Regions from separate parts of the Triticum aestivum genome. Here region 2 is linked to region 1. The links are chromatin contacts, called in public HiCAR-type maps. All regions are on one chromosome and are shown on one strand. Each heading gives the region's core, a stretch centred on a gene start, on an enhancer-like site or on the middle of the called end of the contact. The rest is flanking DNA. Distances are from core to core; before and after follow the strand shown.

Region 1 (4,272 bases), core at 954-3,453:
GAGAAGAAGAAGAAGAAATACTCAAGTTAAGGTGGTACCCTCTGGTAGGCGAGGCCGGCGGCGAGGCCGACGATGCTGATGAGGTGGTGCAAGGCGTTGTCCAGCCGCGCGTCGCCGCTCAGGTGGCAGCACGCCCCGTCGTAGATCATGTAGGACAGCGTCACCGCCAGCGCCCTCATCTGACAATCGGCACATGCAGTTATTAATCGATTAAGCACTAATCACTGGGATTCTATTTCTCATTCACGGGGAGCAGAAATGAAAATTTTACTCGAGTGTTCTGTTCGCTGGACGGAGTACGTGGTATGTATACGGTCGTGGTTGTAATTGTACCGCATGTGCATGGGCTAGCTAGCTGTAATGCGTAGCATAGTACTTGCTTCTAGAACCCTCTTATCTCACGAGCGTTCGCTGCGAGAATGTGACATTTACGAACATTTTGATGACAGTTTTAGTTATTTAAGGTTGACACGTTCTTCACAACAACACGAAGGAATTTTTGAGGAAACACGAGCATAAACTTTCATAGTTTCATCTCGCGTTGCAACTAAATTTGTTTGCCATCCCTTTTCCAGCAAAGGTCAGCCGGATAGCATTTCCTTTTTTTATATTTGTCTGCACGTACTTCATGACTATGACTACACGTTCAAATTTCAGTGGATAGAGTAATTAAGTCTGACATATACATGGCATTTACTCTGTGAATTAACTTCTGCATGCAGATGCAGTGCACGGTCCTGACCTTGTCCTTGTGTCTTTGGATTTCAGAGATTCGGAGAGTAACCTTCTATACGTGTGGACGGAGTAAAACTCAGGACCTAATCAAGCGTCTAGTACACGCAACGTAAAAACTAAAAAAGATAGTACTATAATGCACAATGTAATGTAAACTGAAACGAATGGAGGACATGCGCTAGAAGTAGGCGCAATGAGTGATACAGATTTCACCAAATGGTGGGCCTAATATTTAGATATACTCCTTATATGAGTACTAAATGGTTTATATATTTGTTTTTCTTTCATGATATGGTTCAAAGGATTTTTTTTTTCATGATAGGGTGTCCGAAGGATGCCAGGGCATCACCGACACCGTTTCCTATAATTCTCGCAAACATCCAGACCGACGTGCCCTATATTCCTGCAAATGACCGACTCCTATATTCGTGTCCATGGATGGATAGATAATCCGATTTAGGATATGGTTGGAGATGCCCTAAGACCTAAATCTGATCTAAAAAATTCATGACGACATAACTTTGTCCCAGAACATAAATGCAGACCATAACCTTATGTAATATATCACTTTCAAATGAAAAAGTTTTTAGGTTAATGAAATCAGAGAGAGTGAGCGGGCCCTATTTTTAAGTACTTCCTTCATTTTATAATATAAAAACATTTTTGACACACGGTGTCAAACACATTTTTATATTATGAGACGAATTGCCCCATAAAGTCGAATGTGGTTGCACATGAACTAGGTAGGATTGCTAGAAGTTCCCTTTGTAATGAAAGGTTATATAATGCGTCAACGGTTTGTGCCTTTGAATTTAAATCTATACACCACACAGACATCACTAATCCGTCAACATTCTCAGCCCGACCAACATTTTTTTGACTAAGCGGCGTATTGAGCTTAACAAATCATATATATACTCGGACAGTCGGACGAGTGGGAGGACGGCGCTAACTACCAGCAACAGAATTAGTTAAGCAGGCAGCGAATAATGCGCGTGGCGTGCGTACCTGGCTTGGCGAGGAGGGTGAGGCGACGGGGGAGACGGGGGAGGCCCAGTCCTGCACGGAGAGGCAGCCGAGGGCGACGCCGGCGACGGCGTGCATGGTGGAGACCGCGCGGTTGCAGAAGTCGTAGGAGCGCTTGGGGAGCAGCGCCCGCAGCAGCAGGAACGCCGTCGACCACAACACCACCCCGGACGCCACCAGGCTCGCCACGCCGCCGTAGTCCTCCATATGGCGCTGGCGACTAGTCTAACGGAGATGGCGGCAGGCGGCGTACTCCTACTAGCGCGCGCAAAGCAAGGGGATCCGGGGTAGTATAAACTAGAGAAGTATGGCCGCCGGCCGAGTAGGCAGTCTGCGAAGGAAGATGTAGTGCGGCTAGCTGTAGGAGGGTGGGAGGCAGGGGGGAAGAGAGGGCGCAGCCTGCACGAGGTTGGCCATGTGCAGCAGTATAGGCGGAGTATTGGTGTGCCGCCTCATTATTAACCATCATGGAGGTTTCAAGGAGGATGGTTGGGAAATTAATGCGGGATCCGTCCAGTTCCAGGCCGCAGTGACTTGGTCCTTTCTGAAAACAGTAGGAGTAGGACTACTAATAATTTCTAAAAGTAATTACTAATAGTACGGAGGTCCTAAAAAACGTAGTACCGAGGTCCTTTTCGAAAAAGCAGGAGCAATTACCAACATCGTAGTACCAGACTTGTCTGCCTTTGGACGCTTGCTGCCCTAGAAAGAATCTTGCAAAATCTCACGCGGGTCGGCTGATTAATAAAGCTTCAGATAGGATAACACCGATAATGGGAGGTTTTTTTTTCAAGATCTATTCATCAATCATGACAGTACAGAGAACACTAGAGATAATAAAAATTACAGCCAGATCTATAAACCATCCTCCTTTATCGGAGCCGGACAAACCTTATTATTATAGACAGTCAGAAAGTCATTGTGTTAAGGCTCCAAAGGACCAACACATCAGAGCAGCAACCATCAACGTTGAAAAGAGTAGTACTACACCCGTCCTGATTTATTAGTTCCTTTTGTATTCTATATGCTAATGTTTGATCTTAAAGTTAAGTAACAAAATATTAATAATGTCGCAAAAAATAATATAATTGAAAACTATGTTCAGATACGAATGCAACAATATAATTTTTCGTGACATACATTGATATTTTATTAGTTAAATCCATGGTCAGAATTTGGCACAAATTACAAAGGGAACTTATAAACCAGGATGGAGGTAGTAGATCGAAAAGATCAAACCTGTAACCACACGAACAAATAAACAAAAATTGAATCCAAATAGTGATAGAGGCGAAGGTGTCTCGATGTTTCGATGAGATAGCTATCGTTTTCTGTGTGAGTCGACTTTGACGATCCGACTACGAACGTGCGAGACGTCGTGCCTTAGCAATCGCTAAACCAACTTCCGAGGGTTATTGACCACGCCGAAGCACGATCAATCTGACCACGAAGGTCTATTTCCTGCGAGCAAACGAACCTGAGATTGTAATATGGATATTGCGAATATAAAAGAAAAGCTTTATTGATGAAAGTGGAGTTCTGTGACGTCCTTATCTGGTCGTTGAATATAAACGAAGTACGCGAGTTGTAGCTATAGTGAACTTTAATCTAAACAAAACCAAAAGTCTAAATAATGCCCTAAGGGCTATGTATATGGAGGAATATGGGGAAAATTCGTGACCCCTTGGAGGAGGGATCCGAGACCAACCCTAACTCTGCTTTACCACACATACGAACTCTAAAAATAGCCTATATACTCAAGTATTTTGAAATTACATGGGTCTGGCCCAATAATGAGGTGACGCGGCACCTATAATAGCCTTTGGACGAAATTTATGAAATAGCATCTTGTATATTTCTTCCGAGCCTTCATGCACTCATTATAGTGGTTTCAAAGTCCTGAAATCATCACTTGAAACTATGTTCTTATTCCCCTTGTCCATGCCATAATCTCCATGCTTGATCTTGCTCCAACGTTCATCCTTCTTTTTCAAGTTAGGCCCCTCATTTGTAAGCAAAAAAAATATGTACAATTTAGGCAGCATCATATTCTCATGAACATTAGATTATTTATCAAGAAACGAAAGTACCTGATAATTAATTGGCATGCATGAGCTCTAGTAATTGGTCCAGTATATGTAGCTGCATGAGTCGTGGGTGTAATTGTAGTATTGATGTCTTCATCAAATAGATCCATCGAAGATCAGCACCGAATTCCGCAAGATCCGACAGAGACACACATCCACACATCCTTCGATGACACTATTTGCATCATCAGGGTAGGAATAGAACGTAAGAGACATTATTCCTACCGAGGGACATCACTACCGTCACACAGCCCCTACTAAAACGTTGAGCCTAACAAAAAACAAGAACGTGTTCCTCCCGCCGGCATGGCGCCAAGATCCACTGCACCTCCACGGCTCAAAGACTATTGAAGGTGGGGCAGATTGGCGCCGGCGCCTGCGGAAGAAGGAATGAGACTTTTTTTTAATGAGGTGAAGTAATACA
Region 2 (3,981 bases), core at 1,125-3,624, 220 kb before region 1:
ATTTGCCATCTCAGAATATTTTCAATTTCATTAATGGCAGTGTATGTCGATACTGCATTCAGACAGGTTGTGCAATGAAACGAGCATGCAAGCAGGATGTCATGCTACTCCATCACCTTTTAATTAAAAAGTGGAATATTTGACCATGGCAAACTTTAAACAAGATGAAGGAAACACCATAGATCATTGATACAAAAAATGACATAATACATACCGCCTGAGACCTTCTCTGAACATCTTTGCATAACTGGACAACCAAGTCAGAAGTTACTGAGCCCTGATAATGACAACGCAGTGTTAGTGTAACTGGATACACTTCCGGTGAGACGGGATACATGCAAGTAGACTATATGGTTTTTCAGAATAACTTGTAATGAACGTATGATAAATTACCTCCTCGTTGTATTCAAAATTCTTCCCGGACAGGTGTGTCTAGCAACAGCTGAGGAGATAATGGTATGAAAGAACCTGCTGTAGTTTCTAAGTAGGCGAATGAGTAGTGGGATTATAAGGATACGAAGTCAACAAGGTGGCTATCACTGTCGAAGGTATAACAATGAGAACTTGGAACAGCAACAATAGCAGTGGCTGGCACATGGATGTACGCAGCCGCCAACAGCACTGCAGAGAGTAATGGAAATTTTAAGGATATGCTTAATAGGGGATACCTAATATGGAAATTCAAATGAATTCAAAAGCACAACTGTGTTGATTTATCATACTGAATACACTAGTATAGTATGAAGGGGAGCCTTGGCGCAGTGGTAAAGCTACTGCCTTGTGACCATGAGGTCATGGGTTCAAGTCCTGGAAACAGCCTCTTACAGAAATGTAGGGAAAGGCTGCGTACTATAGACCCAAAGTGGTCGGACCCTTCCCTGGACCCTGCGCAAGCGGGAGCTACATGCACCAGGTTGCCCTTTTTAATACACTAGTATAGTATACTTAAGAACCATATTTCTGTGGCAGTATGAATGTGGAAATAAGAGAGCAGAGGATTCTGGCAGTAAACAATTACAGTATCAAACTAACATACACTGCTATAAATAAATTATCAAATAAGAATTGACACATGATATAGTAACAGAACCTACTATAAGAAATAATACTAGCAATGTGCAACTTGGTAAGTTTGCTCATCACTAAATGGGTGGACAACTGATCCATGAAAGCTTTTCATTGAATAGTAGTTGCTCGGAACAGCAGATACAATGTATTAACTCAAGAAATACTGGGGGTTTTTTTTTGCCAGAACCAGATGCACAGGATGACAAAAGCTGTGAATATCCATCAATATTTGTTTGGCCGCCAACTGACCTCACACTTTACGCCAAATCAAAGTAGTACCTCTTATCTAGTATAACTATGAAATTGTCTCAATAAAATCCTAAGATGGTTTTCTGATGATCAAAACACACCACCAGCGGAGTAACTTACTTGTCAGTGCTTCTAGAAGCACAAGGGTGAGAAAAATACCTATGATGAACGGGCGAAAAGCATCGAGGGGGCAGGATGCGAAGGTGCTCCATTTGACCAGCATGCTTATTCAGGTCTCAACAGCAGTGAAAAAATGATGTATGGCAAGGCACTGTCAATATTTTATGGCATGTCAGTAACTAGTACTCCAATTCTGTATTTAACCAGACGTATCAACAAAGGCAAAGGGATTTGGGCAGGCAACATATAAAGTTCCCCTGATACTATTCTCCCATGCGGGGGCAAGGAATGGACATGGTGGTGCCGCCGCTAAACCCCAATCGTAGAACAATCCAAGCAAATCCGCTGGCATCTGGGTGCTATCCTTTATCCAAGCAAGGCGGGTTAGGGCATTTTCCTTACCAATAATGCAAGGGGAAGAGATGAGGCACAGACTGAAGCTGAATGTATCCCCTCCAGCCCTCTCCACTCCAGATGAGATGGGAGCGAGCGGAAGCCTTGGAGGTGCCGCGGCAGCCCCCAGCTTCTCCAACGGCGGGGCGGGGCGGGGCGGGGAGGGGAGCGAGGTCGGCGGCGCTGCTATCTGTCTTCTCCGCAGCGGGGGAACCGAGGAGCGTGGAGTGGAGTGGTGAGTGTAACGCCCGTAGCTTCTTTTCTTTTCTTTTTTTCTTTTAGAATCGCGCCCGTAGCTGGAGCAAAGCAAAATCTGGCTGAAAGAACCTTTTTTTTAGACGATCTGGCTGAAAGAACTATGGGCGTGTTTGGTTTCTCGTATTGCATCTGGCTCGCACCCGCCATGCAAATACTGAATGTTTGGCACCCTGCATTAACTGGGCCTGACCCGATGGATGCAAAAACGGCCTCACAGCCAGGCTGAGCAGAAACGCATGTTCCTTGCGTTTCTCGCGTGCAGGCTCGGTGGTCGGCTTTTCTTCCTCTCCCCTCTGTCTCGCGTCCAGACCAAGCGCCGCTGCCGTCCGCCAGAGCATCTCGTCAAGCGACGGCCCGGCCCCCCATCAAGCGCCGCGTGGTGAGGTGAGCTCCGCTTCCACATCGCCCGCCGTCGTCGTCAAGCGCCGCTGCCTCGTTTGCCTCCATCAAGCGTCGTCGCCGCCGTCCATGGTCAAGCGCCGCCGCCACCGTCCTGGTCAAGCGCTGCCGCCACCGTCCTCGTTCGTCGTCCACGCCGGATCCAGTCATCTTGCGCCGCCCCACACCAGGTCCTGCCACCGCACGCCGAGTCAGGCTGCCTCGCGCCGCCGCAAGCGAGATCCCACCGTCTAGAGCCGTCGAATGATCCCCGTTTCTCTCTGATTTCAGTGACATTCAGAAGAATCTGCACCTCGTACAGCTATGTGGTACAGGTTCACCAAACACCAATCTTGGTTCATTCTTGCATCGGCTCAACCAGGCCACATTCAGCCTGCATCCCCCGTGCAATGCAGTCTGAACGTACCCAGGGAACCAAACACGCCCTATGTGGAGACGACCGCTCAGCCAATGCTGGCATGGGCTGGTCTGAGCAGCAAACAAATGGCGTTGAATGCGACGTTAAGCATTTTAGAATTTTAAACCAGCTCCCTCGAGTTGTGCTTCACGTATCGAGCAGGACGCTGACTGCGAGCGCTTCCCCCCGCGCTTCCCCCCAATCTCCGCTCGCCACTCCGGCGGCGGCGGCCACCTTCCTCCCGTCGTCCGCCACTCCGGCCACAGCGGCCACCCTTCCTCCCCCCCCCCCCCCCCCCACCTCCCCGTAGCGCCATGGATGCGAGCCTGCAGTCCATCAACTCCTCCTTTCGCCGGAGCGGAGAGCGGCCAGTGGTGTCGGGGCTTGGCCTCTCTTCCGACTAGGAGGCGTCGGGCGGGAGGGGCGCTCCGGATCCGGTTGACAATGGCGAGTCCAGGCAGAGGGGCGTGCCGTGGGTGAGGCCGCCGCCCTCGAAGAAGACGCTCTAGAAGCGTCGCGTCGGGTTGGAGGTGGAGCCGAGGGCTCTGCCTCGCGCTCCGCCGGCGCGTCCCTCACTGCCGCCGCGCAGAGAGGTTTCCTCGGAGATGGAGAACAAGTGCTTTCGCTGCCTTCTAGAGGGGCACTTTCGCAAGGACTGCACCAACGACATCGCCTGTTTCAGATGCGGGCTCCCGGGCCATGGCTTCCGCGACTGCAAGCGCCCCCGGAGTCCGTCTGCCGTGGAAGATCTGAGGCGCGAGACGGCGGCCAAGTCGGCGCGCCGTGAAGCTGATAGGAGGGGGACTACCTTTCGCGCCACGGCGGCCTCGCCGCTTCCCCCCCCCCCCCCCTCCGCCGCCGTCGTCGGTGAGGCAGGGTCTACCGCCGACGCCAGTTTGGCCGGCCCTGTTCATCCCACATCTGGAGGTGCGCTCTGACCCTTCTCTGGAGGCGGTGGAGCCGGCGGACATTTGTGTGGTGCGTCGCTCGCAGTCCATGGAGGACTTGGAGCGGCGCCTGCAGTTCGCCATGGTAGCGTACGCCGGGGGTGCAAGGAGAGACCTTTCGCCAGAGTTTGTCCTGGATGCGCTCAAGGA

What was found. HiCAR-type assays count read pairs that join an accessible place to other places.
Region 2: a contact with region 1 is called in a HiCAR-type map of leaf, with 4 times the contacts expected there. The contact joins the promoter of LOC123061024 here to the promoter of LOC123061020 in region 1. A contact is called at or near these places in 2 of 5 Hi-C or Micro-C datasets (both in leaf) and 1 of 1 datasets of contacts at active chromatin or transcription factors (leaf).

The regions. Positions count from the first base shown.
Region 1 is chr3A:219,512,101-219,516,372 of IWGSC CS RefSeq v2.1, reverse strand. LOC123061020 (TLC domain-containing protein 5) reads right to left here and starts at 2,203. Exons shown (of 5, transcript XM_044483910.1): 1 at 1,744-2,203; 2 at 39-179. The coding sequence starts at 1,968.
Region 2 is chr3A:219,735,851-219,739,831 of IWGSC CS RefSeq v2.1, reverse strand. It overlaps LOC123061024, which reads right to left and starts at 2,374. Exons shown (of 19, transcript XM_044483921.1): 1 at 1,840-2,374; 2 at 1,477-1,588; 3 at 518-621; 4 at 394-432; 5 at 215-277. The coding sequence starts at 1,540.